Linked DNA regions of Mus musculus: regions 1 and 3 are each linked to region 2. Evidence: chromatin contacts called from public HiChIP or PLAC-seq and promoter capture Hi-C data. All regions are on one chromosome and are shown on one strand. Each heading gives the region's core, a stretch centred on a gene start, on an enhancer-like site or on the middle of the called end of the contact. The rest is flanking DNA. Distances are from core to core; before and after follow the strand shown. Region 1 holds the start of Rph3al (rabphilin 3A-like (without C2 domains)). Region 2 holds the start of Inpp5k (inositol polyphosphate 5-phosphatase K). Region 3 holds the start of Smyd4 (SET and MYND domain containing 4).

Region 1 (2,868 bases), core at 106-2,605, 280 kb before region 2:
GACTTAAGAATATTTGTACCCATGTCTATGAGGACGTATGTTTTAGTCCTCTTGTGGTTGGTACTTAGGACAACTGAGTTTCCGAGCCATATGGCAAGTATGTGGTTAACATTTTGAGAGAATAGCAAACAAATTTCCAGCCTCAATGTTTTTTTTTTTTAATTTCATGTATATGTGTGTTTTGCTTATGTGGATCTATGTGCATTTATGCAGTCCCTATGGAGACCAGAAGAGGGCACCAGAACCCCTGGGACTGGAATTACAGGTGTCTGTAAACCACCTTGTGGGTGCTGGGAATCAAACCTGGGTCCTCTGGAAGAGCAGCCAATGCTTTTAATCACTGAACCACATCACCAGCTTTCTCCATCAATATTCTTTTGTAGAATATAAAGAGGCTCTGAATTTTCAATCCACTGGACTGGATTGGATGAAATCAAAGGCTATCCTTATGCATACTGACCCAAGTCTCTTTTTCTTCTCAACACATGCACACACTCACACACGCATGCACACACTCACACACACACACACACGCACACATGCACTCCATTTAGGAGGCACAAGCAGCGCCTTTGTAATAGGCAGCCTGAGTTAGCCCTTGGCTCAGTAACACACAGAAAGCCAGCTAAGCTGCACTACTTACGTTGAGCCATCAGGTTCTAAAGAAGGTTCCTTCCTGCAGGGTTTGCAAGATATCCCTTGTGGACGATGACTTTTTAAAGTGCCTAGTGGAGGTACTGGCTGCCACCCCATGCCTTGCCCTCTGGAGAACACCCTGGGGTCTCTTACGGAGCAGAGCACAGGCCTGTAAGCTTCCACTCTGGTCCAATGAAGGTTGGGGAGGTTGAGGGGACTCATGAGCTTGCCTGTGTCTCTCTTTGGGATGTTCTCAGGGCAGTGGGGCTGTGTGGGAAAGGGCAGAAGCTGATGCTCTGCAGGGCTTGCCAGCTGAGTTGAAAGTTGCTGAGATGGTGCCTTCTCTCCCTTCTGATTCTCACCCTCTGATGTCATTGTCTACTCTGGTCACTTAGCGATGTGATGCACCTAGCCACCTGTCCCAAGATCCCGAGCCTTTGGAAAAGGAGCTCTGAGTAAGGCTTTTGCTGGAGGAGTTAAGAGTGTAGCATCGCCAGGCAGTGGTGGTGCATGCCTTTAATCCCAGCACTTGGGAGGCAGAGGCAGGAGGATTTCTGAGTTCAAGGACAGCCTGGTCTACTACAGCCAGGGCTACACAGAGAAACCCTGTCTCGAAAAACCTTAAAAAAAAGAGTGTAGCATCAATGGTCAGCAGGGATCGGGATTCCCGTCAACACCCCAGTCACTAACATGTGCTTCCCTTGTCCTCCTGCCTCAGATGTGACTCCTGCCCTGGGCTGTGCTCCCCGTCATGGCTGACACCATCTTCAGCAGTGGAAATGATCAGTGGGTTTGCCCCAACGATCGGCAGCTTGCTCTGAGAGCCAAGTAAGCATCTGTGGCCTGCAGGAGTGGCCCTTCCCTCCCTCTCCACCTGCTGCCCTCTTCCCCTCTTCCCAGTCTTTTGCAAGTTTTGCTCCCCAGGGAGGAGTTTGGAGAGAGGCGGATGTCAAATGCACACCACTCTCGGCCCATGCTTATGTATTACTCACCACGAACTAACATGTTCCCATTTCTCAGATAAGGAAAATGAGGCCTTCACTCCTTGCCCGTGTCCCTTGTCAGTGGCTGGGCTGGAACCTACATCCAAGTCCAGCTGACTCCCACACCTGTGCTCTTTCACAACAGCCCACAGGGAGCAAGACTTCCCCATTGGGCCTGCTCTTGTCCCTGAGCCTGGCATAGAGGGGCAATACAGAGCACATGCCTGTTCCCTGAATGAACAGCTCACTTCAGTAGAGACCACCGCTGGCTACAGCATCTTTCCTACGTCCTTAGTGGGGTCTGTGTCCTTCTGTGATTCCCTTGTGTCTTTTTGGAGGTCTTCATTTTCCTATTACCCCTCAGACTAGTGACCCTTCAATTTTGGTTGGGCCTGGCCTGCCCCCCCCCCCGACACACACACACACACACACACACACACACACACACACAGTGTCCCTGTGGCTGAGCCTCTCAGATGCCCCTCATGCCCTCTAGTCTGTTCCAGATCTCTGGTGGGTGCCATCCCTGGCTCTGATAGGACAAGAACATCCCTGCAGCTATCAGACTGTGTTGGCATCAGAAGCCAGCATTTCCCAACTGGGACCAAGCTTAAGAAATTCGCAATTAGACGTTAGAAGCCTGTGGGAGTCAGAGCTGAGACATCAAAGGTGGATAGAAAAATCCATCTGAAACGCTCAGGAAGAATGGCGTCGCATGTGATGTGTGAGCATCCTTGCTCTCCTCCATCTGGGTGCCTCAGCCCCCCCCCCACCTCACCCCTGCAGAGAGAATGACTAGGGATGAGATTGGTCCCACTCACCATCTCTGATGCCAGGCCAATTAGGTGCCCTCTCTGGCAGGGTGCACATTGCTGGGAGACCTCAGCTCTTGGACCTCGTCCAAGAGCCCAGCTGTCCCTTGACCTTCCAGCATCCCCTTCATTCCCAACTTTGTCTCTCATTCACCAGCTGCTGAAGCTGTCCTAGCCTCTCAGAAGAGCCAGTGTGTCTCCTCCCAGGTGTGTGTCTGAGAGACAGATGCCCGTTGCAGAGCTAGACATCGAGTCCAGTAGACCCCCTAGGAAACACAGAGAGTTTTCCAACCCACATTCTTCCTTCCAAGCACCCAGGTGTCTCTCCACATACCTAAACTCAATTGGTCTTTCATATTAAAGCAGAGATGGGGAGAGGTCAAAGTTGTATGGATACTTAAAGATGTGAATTCTGTTGTTGATGATGATTGGCAGTA
Region 2 (3,059 bases), core at 81-2,580:
CCTTCACGTAGCCTAGGGACAAGTTTCTGAGTAACAGGTTTCTTATTATCTGTCTCACGAGTCTACTCTCTCTTGGGACAAGTCGCCAGTTGGTACATAACATTCCAACCTCCGCTCTCCACAAGTCTCAGTATCAGGAGAAATAATCAACAGCTCTTAAATACCACCACATCCATCACAAGTTCAGAAAAGCGAAGACTTAGGGAGACCTTCAGTGAGGGTGTTGCTATAGCAACACTCCAAGAAGCCCAGACTGTCTCCAGGACAGAGCAAGCAGGAGCTCAGACTCTACAGATGAAACCTGAGTTCCAAGAATACCGAGGCACTGAAGCACAAGATCCCGCAGAGCCACCCAAAAAGGGGAGGGGGGCATTTCCTTCTCCACCAGAGCCTGTTCTTAAAGTGTGACTTGTAAACAAAACAAAACAAAAAAATTCCTGGTTAGCTTCAAGCAGCTCCCTGCCTCTCCCTATGAATATAAACAAAATAATACAAAAACCTTCCTCTCAAGTCCTCTGAGAGACTGTCATTTTGTCTGTTTACAGTCTCCCCCTGCTGTCCGGCAGGTAACCGGTTTCTTTACTCAGTGGCTCCTTGTATTCCCACTCTAAGTGGATAAAAAATAAAACTCGGGATTTGGCATCCCAATCCTCAACTTTGATGATTAGTAACAAATCCATGCACCGCGAATTACGCTCAATTGGACGATTAGCAGTGTTCCTCGTGATTTAAGAGCGGGCATGAGACCAGGCTTTACCTCGCTAAAGGATCTTATCTAAATCTGATTTCGGATTTCTAGAGATCACAGCCCGATCAAGAAGACCCCATGATGTACTGCTGAAAAACAGGAACAAAACTTCTAATCTACAACTGTAGGGGCAAATGTTGGTCCTTAGCAATCTAACCCTGTCTGCTCCAAGAATCAACTGGACACTTGCTTGGGGAGCATCTGCAGTGACCAACTCGGCAGCCAAAGTTTAGAGCGTGCATCAATCCTAACATAGCCCTTTCAGTACTGGCCTGACAGAATTCGGGTATCTAAACTAGGGCAGCCTTGATCCTACTGTGGTTTTGAAATCCAGCCCCACAAATCAGACTGGGCTGAAGACAGCTAACCGCCAGGAACCGACCGGCCTACACCTGCGTCCTCACCTGAGTGCAAAGCCTTTCGGTGCGCTCGGCCTCCTTAGACTCACAGCCGACATTATTCCCTCGCGGTAACCCGGTGTGTTCCTGTCTCCGTGCTGCATCTAGTGCGAGCCGGAGCAGCCCTTGGTCTCCGGTCTCAGCAGCACTGCTCCCTCCGGATTGTTTTTCTTCCGGATTCGGACTGCGCTTCGGCTTCCGTAGGAGGTGGATCCAGAGTGTCTAGGGTTTTGGGGTGCGGTTGGAGGACAGAGGCGGGGCTTTACAGCAGAGCGAACCGCCCAGAGGCGGAGCTGAGCCAGGCTCAGAGAGGCGGGCTCTACATGTCATCCACTCCCGACGCCATACCGCCGGCCCGGACGCGGGAGTGGGCGGTGGCGGGGCCACCTAGGCTCCGCATTCCCAGCCTGCTTTGCGCAAGGGCGCGGGCGTGAGGAGCGTTGAGGGCGGAAGTTGCTGCGGCTCGAGGACTCGGGCTGCTTCGTGATCGTCCCGCAGCGTACGGTCTTCGCTGTCGCCTGCCCACCCTCAGAAACCGGGAGTGGACAGGATGGGGAGCCTCACTGTAGTCTGTTCGGCCTCTCTCGCCCACACTATAAGTAATTTCTCATGTTCCTTGGCGCCCTCATAGGGGTCAGAGAACACTTCCATTCATTTAAGTGACTTGGTGATCGTCATTTAAAAAAATTTTTTTTTCCATCTGAGACAGTCTTGCTAGTAAGTACTGGGGCTTGTTATACAGACCAAGTTGATTTTCCGACCTCAGCTGAGATTACACCACCACGCCCAACTTGAAACTAGTTTTGCTGAATACAAAGCAAAATAATTTAGGATCCCCGAGAGCTATCAGTGAATGAAAAACAAGCCGTTGCTATTTGGTGTATATTCATGGTGACTGTTTACTTTGCCAGACACTTCGATTTATTATTTCCTTTAGATCTCTGGGTCTTAATTTTTGAGGGGTAGGGGGGATAGTGCATGGGGTTGTTTTTACAGTTATGACTTCCCCCAGGGAAATGGGAGTGTTGTTTTAGCACACTGTAGTACCAGCTACCCAGTGATGCCTCAAGAACCCACAAAAGCTCCACTACCTGAAATACATGTTCTGGAACCCGGTGTAGTGATGTTATTTCCAAAACTCACCGAGATTGGTTACTCCAAGTTTGAGTCCAGTTTGGGCTACCTTAAAGTTTCAGGGCATTCGAACTGTGCTGTGATTCATTCTCAAAATGGAAGGGAAGGGGACAACTTCTACCAAGTCTAACTAACCACCTGAGCTTTACCCCTGGATGGAAGACAAGAATCACAGTTGTAGCCATAAACACAGTAATAAAGCTGAAAGTACTGGAGAGGGCTCACAAGTTAAGAGCACTTACAGACCACTGAAGTTGGGTTTGATTCCCTTCACCCACACGGTGGCCCATAATCATTCTAATTCCAGTTGCCCTTTCCCCTCTCTGGGTACTAAGCATGCCAGTGGTGCACATTAACCTCGTCCACTTGCAGTGAAATTAACAAACCTGGTCTAGTATTCTCATTAGGCCAAGCTAGCCTCAAACACAGAAAGATCCACCTGCCTTCCAAGGGCTGGGATTAAAACCCCGTGGCACCATGCCTTTAAACAAGCTTTTTATTTCTATTGTGCGTGTGTGCACGTGCACGCCAGCATGTGCACCAGAGTGCAGGTCTGGGAGACTTGAAGCATCAGGTTCCTCTGGAGCTGGAGTTCTAGGCAGTTGTAAACTGAGATGTCGGTGCTAGGAATTGAACTCGGCTCCTCTAAAAGAACAGTACATAACCGCCGAGCCATCTCTCCAGCCCCCAGAGTATGATTTTTTTCTTCTTTATTTCTGAAGCCCAGGCATGCTCTTCCTGGTGCTTTGGGTTTTTTCATTCTTTCTACCCAACCTTGT
Region 3 (2,911 bases), core at 309-2,808, 280 kb after region 2:
ACCCATTCTATAATCACAGACTAGGGAGAAACGTGAAAACCAACAGTAACTGCTAAATGCCCCATACTATAAAAAATATAAAGCTACTCTCTCCTATAAAAAAGAGATATTCAGACCAAATGACAAGGCAGAACATTTTCCAGACCAAAATTTCCCTGAAGTTTCCATTCACTTACTGAAGAAGGGAAGAAGAAGGAAGGAAGATGTCGCTCAAAGTCTCTGCTGTAGAAATTGTGTCCTGCACAGACTTCGGGAGTGAAGCCCACTTCTTAAGTAGGTAGGACTTCCATTCATCCACCGGTAGATCCATGCTGCCGCAGCTCTGTAAAGTCAGAACATGAAGATTCAGCTTTCTATTAATGCATAGTTCTAGAAAATCGAGATTTCATCCTACCAAGTGACACGCAACCAAAATCATTTCTTCTGGGGTTTTCTATAGCTGTTGATATGCTGAAGGAGAGTTAATCTGTGGTGTGGTACCAATTCACCCAGACATATTCTTTGGAACTGTTTGAGAAACTATAGTAGGTTGTGGTTGTACAAACAGAGATCAAAATACCAGTAGATGGCTACTATTCCAGTCTTTCTAGACCTGTTTACCTTAGTTGCCCAAAGTTTTCCAGACTTCTTACTCCAGCAACTATGAAGTTAAATATTTTCATTTCTTAGACGGCTCAGTTTTCTGTTTTGATCTCCAGGTCTTTCTTTCAGTTCATATAGCCTCTCTCCCTTTTTATTTTTATTACTTTTTTTTTTTGAGACCGGATCTTATGTTAGCCTGGCTGGCTTCGAACTCAGAGATCTGCCTGCTTTTACCTCGAATGCCACCACGCCTGGGTCCCAAATTTTGATTTTTCAGGGTCTCATTTAGTTCAGGTTGACCTCGAACTCAACGGTGTTAAGGGTGACCTTGAACTTTTGCTGCTTCTACATCCCAAAGGCTGGGATTACAAACAGATCAGAGCCAGCCAGCACGCCAGGCTCTCCAATACTTTTGCATAGGCCATTTGGGCTTTTAGGAACATCACTATCCTCACTGGAATCCACCTGACAAATTTCTACACACACTTTAACTCAGTTCAAACCGCATCGCCTCTCGAAAGCCTGATTGATTTTTGACCCCCACTCTGGAGCTCCACATGTGTGGCCCATATCGCGTCTACCATCCTTGAGGCTGGGTTCCTTGCGGCCACAACTCTCAGGTGGAACTCAAGAGGGCGGAGACTGAGTCTGATTTACCTTGTTTATCCCACAGTGCCAAGCTCTGGGCCTGGCACCGGCGCCGGGCACGCACTGCGTGAAGAAGTACCCAGGTCACTGCTTTGACTATATTTAGCAGCAGTTACCAGGGGAGAGCTCCGACTGTTCCCTGGGTTGCCATTCTGTCTGTCCGCCAAAGGACTGGGCGGGCAAAGTTCCGACAGCTGGCGGGGGAACAACTCAGTAGCACCGCGCTGACACAGGCGCACTGCGACCCAGCGCCCCGCCCTCACGTCCCGCCATCCCGCCACTAGGCCTCGAACCCGGCCTCGGAAGAGTCACGTGCTCTGCCTGCCGCGCGGTAGCCAATGCGGTGGCTATCGGCGTCTAGGCCCGCCCCTCGCACCGCGCTCACGCTGGGGGCGGATCGGCACGCACAGTTGCTCTAGCCAATCGTTGAGCAGCCCGCGGGACCCCGGCAGAGAAGCTCAGGCGGTGCAAGAGCGCGAGCGCGGGAGTTAGCGGTGCAGCCATGGTGGGACACCTGAGCGAGGGGGCCATCGAGGTAAGGAGACGACCCTGAGCGGGCTCGATGGCCCTAGCAGCGCGGCCTTGGAGCGGTGCAAAGAGGACCCGGGGAGGGAGCCGCTGTCGATCGGGAGAGCGTCAGGGAGGAAATTATACGGCCGCGGGGGAGCATCCCGGGGTCTCTAAGACCATCAGAGGATGCTGGAGGCAACCCGGTACTGGCAGAAGAACTCACGAGTTTTTTTAGTTTGTTTACATCTAAGAAAACAAGACAAATAAACATGCCGCTGTCTATCTTCGGCGGCCTCTGTTTCCTCCCTTTCTCCATCACCCCAAACTTTTTGGACTTGTTTTCGGCTGTTTTACTTCTTTTACATCCTCCTAACTCATTATTGCTACTAGACATCTCTCTGGTCACGAGAGAGAAAACGCTGACCGAAGTCACCAGTGGCTTCCCAGTAGCCAAATCAGAAGACATTTTAAAATTTTTCAGCCGACCTAATTGTTTGAGCTTGTTGGCTTCTTTCTGCTAACACTCCTCTCTTGCTAGTGTTCTGTGTTTCATGTTGACAACTTTTTCCTTATTTTACCGGCAAACCCCATAGATTTTTTTGTCGAGCCAAGGCCCTCTGCAGACTAGTTTATAGCCCTTCACCTGCATGTTATTAATTCTTTCCTGCTGAGCTTCCTTCGATCTGCCCTCTATCTTCAAAGTCATTTTCAATTGAACATATATCAGAGCAAATCCTTTATGTCCCTCTAAGTCTGAATTTTAAAAAAGAGTGTGTGTGCGCGTGCGCCAGTGTGTAGTATGTACACATATGTATGACATCTTGGGGATGGCGAATGTGCGTCGGATGCCAGAGGACAACTCTGGGACGTTGTTTCTCTTCCCACTCCGCTGTGGATTCTGTGGATTGAGCTCAGGTAGCTGGGCTTACACAGCAGGCACCTCTACCACAGAGCATCCTTTTGCCCGACTCTGGACACCTAGTCCATCACCAGTTGAAGTATATTTTAACTCCACACTTAACTTTTCCATCCCCACTGGAATAGTCTTTTTTTTTTTTAAAGATTTATTTATTGATTATATGTAAGTACACTGTAGCTGTCTTCATACACTCCAGAAGAGGGAGTCAGATCTTGTTACGGATGGTTGTGAGCCACCATGTGGTTGCTGGGA

The links. Promoter capture Hi-C pulls out the DNA fragments that hold promoters and counts their contacts. HiChIP or PLAC-seq counts read pairs in DNA pulled down with a chosen protein or histone mark.
Region 1: a contact with region 2 is called in an H3K4me3 HiChIP or PLAC-seq map of bone marrow-derived macrophages, with 4 times the contacts expected there. The contact joins the promoter of Rph3al here to the promoter of Inpp5k in region 2. A contact is called at or near these places in 1 of 39 promoter capture datasets (pre-B cells), 3 of 484 Hi-C or Micro-C datasets (the Ba/F3 cell line, the G1E-ER4 cell line and pre-B cells), 1 of 115 datasets of contacts at active chromatin or transcription factors (bone marrow-derived macrophages) and 1 of 9 other capture datasets (pancreatic islet).
Region 3: a promoter capture Hi-C map of pre-B cells shows a contact between it and region 2, with 2.4 times the contacts expected there. The contact joins the promoter of Smyd4 here to the promoter of Inpp5k in region 2. A contact is called at or near these places in 9 of 39 promoter capture datasets (the C10 cell line, cranial neural crest, embryonic stem cells and 5 more), 1 of 15 datasets of contacts at CTCF or cohesin (the NIH/3T3 cell line), 6 of 115 datasets of contacts at active chromatin or transcription factors (the 230-238 cell line, effector CD8 T cells, extraembryonic endoderm stem cells and 3 more) and 3 of 9 other capture datasets (adipose tissue, liver and pancreatic islet).

Annotation. Positions count from the first base shown.
Region 1 is chr11:75,909,546-75,912,413 of GRCm38.p6, reverse strand. Rph3al (rabphilin 3A-like (without C2 domains)) reads left to right here and starts at 1,355. Exons shown (of 8, transcript NM_029548.4): 1 at 1,355-1,464. The coding sequence starts at 1,388.
Region 2 is chr11:75,629,291-75,632,349 of GRCm38.p6, reverse strand. It overlaps Inpp5k (inositol polyphosphate 5-phosphatase K), which reads right to left and starts at 1,330. Exons shown (of 12, transcript NM_008916.2): 1 at 1,153-1,330. The coding sequence starts at 1,250.
Region 3 is chr11:75,347,080-75,349,990 of GRCm38.p6, reverse strand. It overlaps Smyd4 (SET and MYND domain containing 4), which reads right to left and starts at 1,558. Exons shown (of 11, transcript NM_001102611.1): 1 at 1,240-1,558; 2 at 177-322. The coding sequence starts at 310. It overlaps Rpa1 (replication protein A1), which reads left to right and starts at 1,608. Exons shown (of 17, transcript NM_026653.2): 1 at 1,608-1,765. The coding sequence starts at 1,733.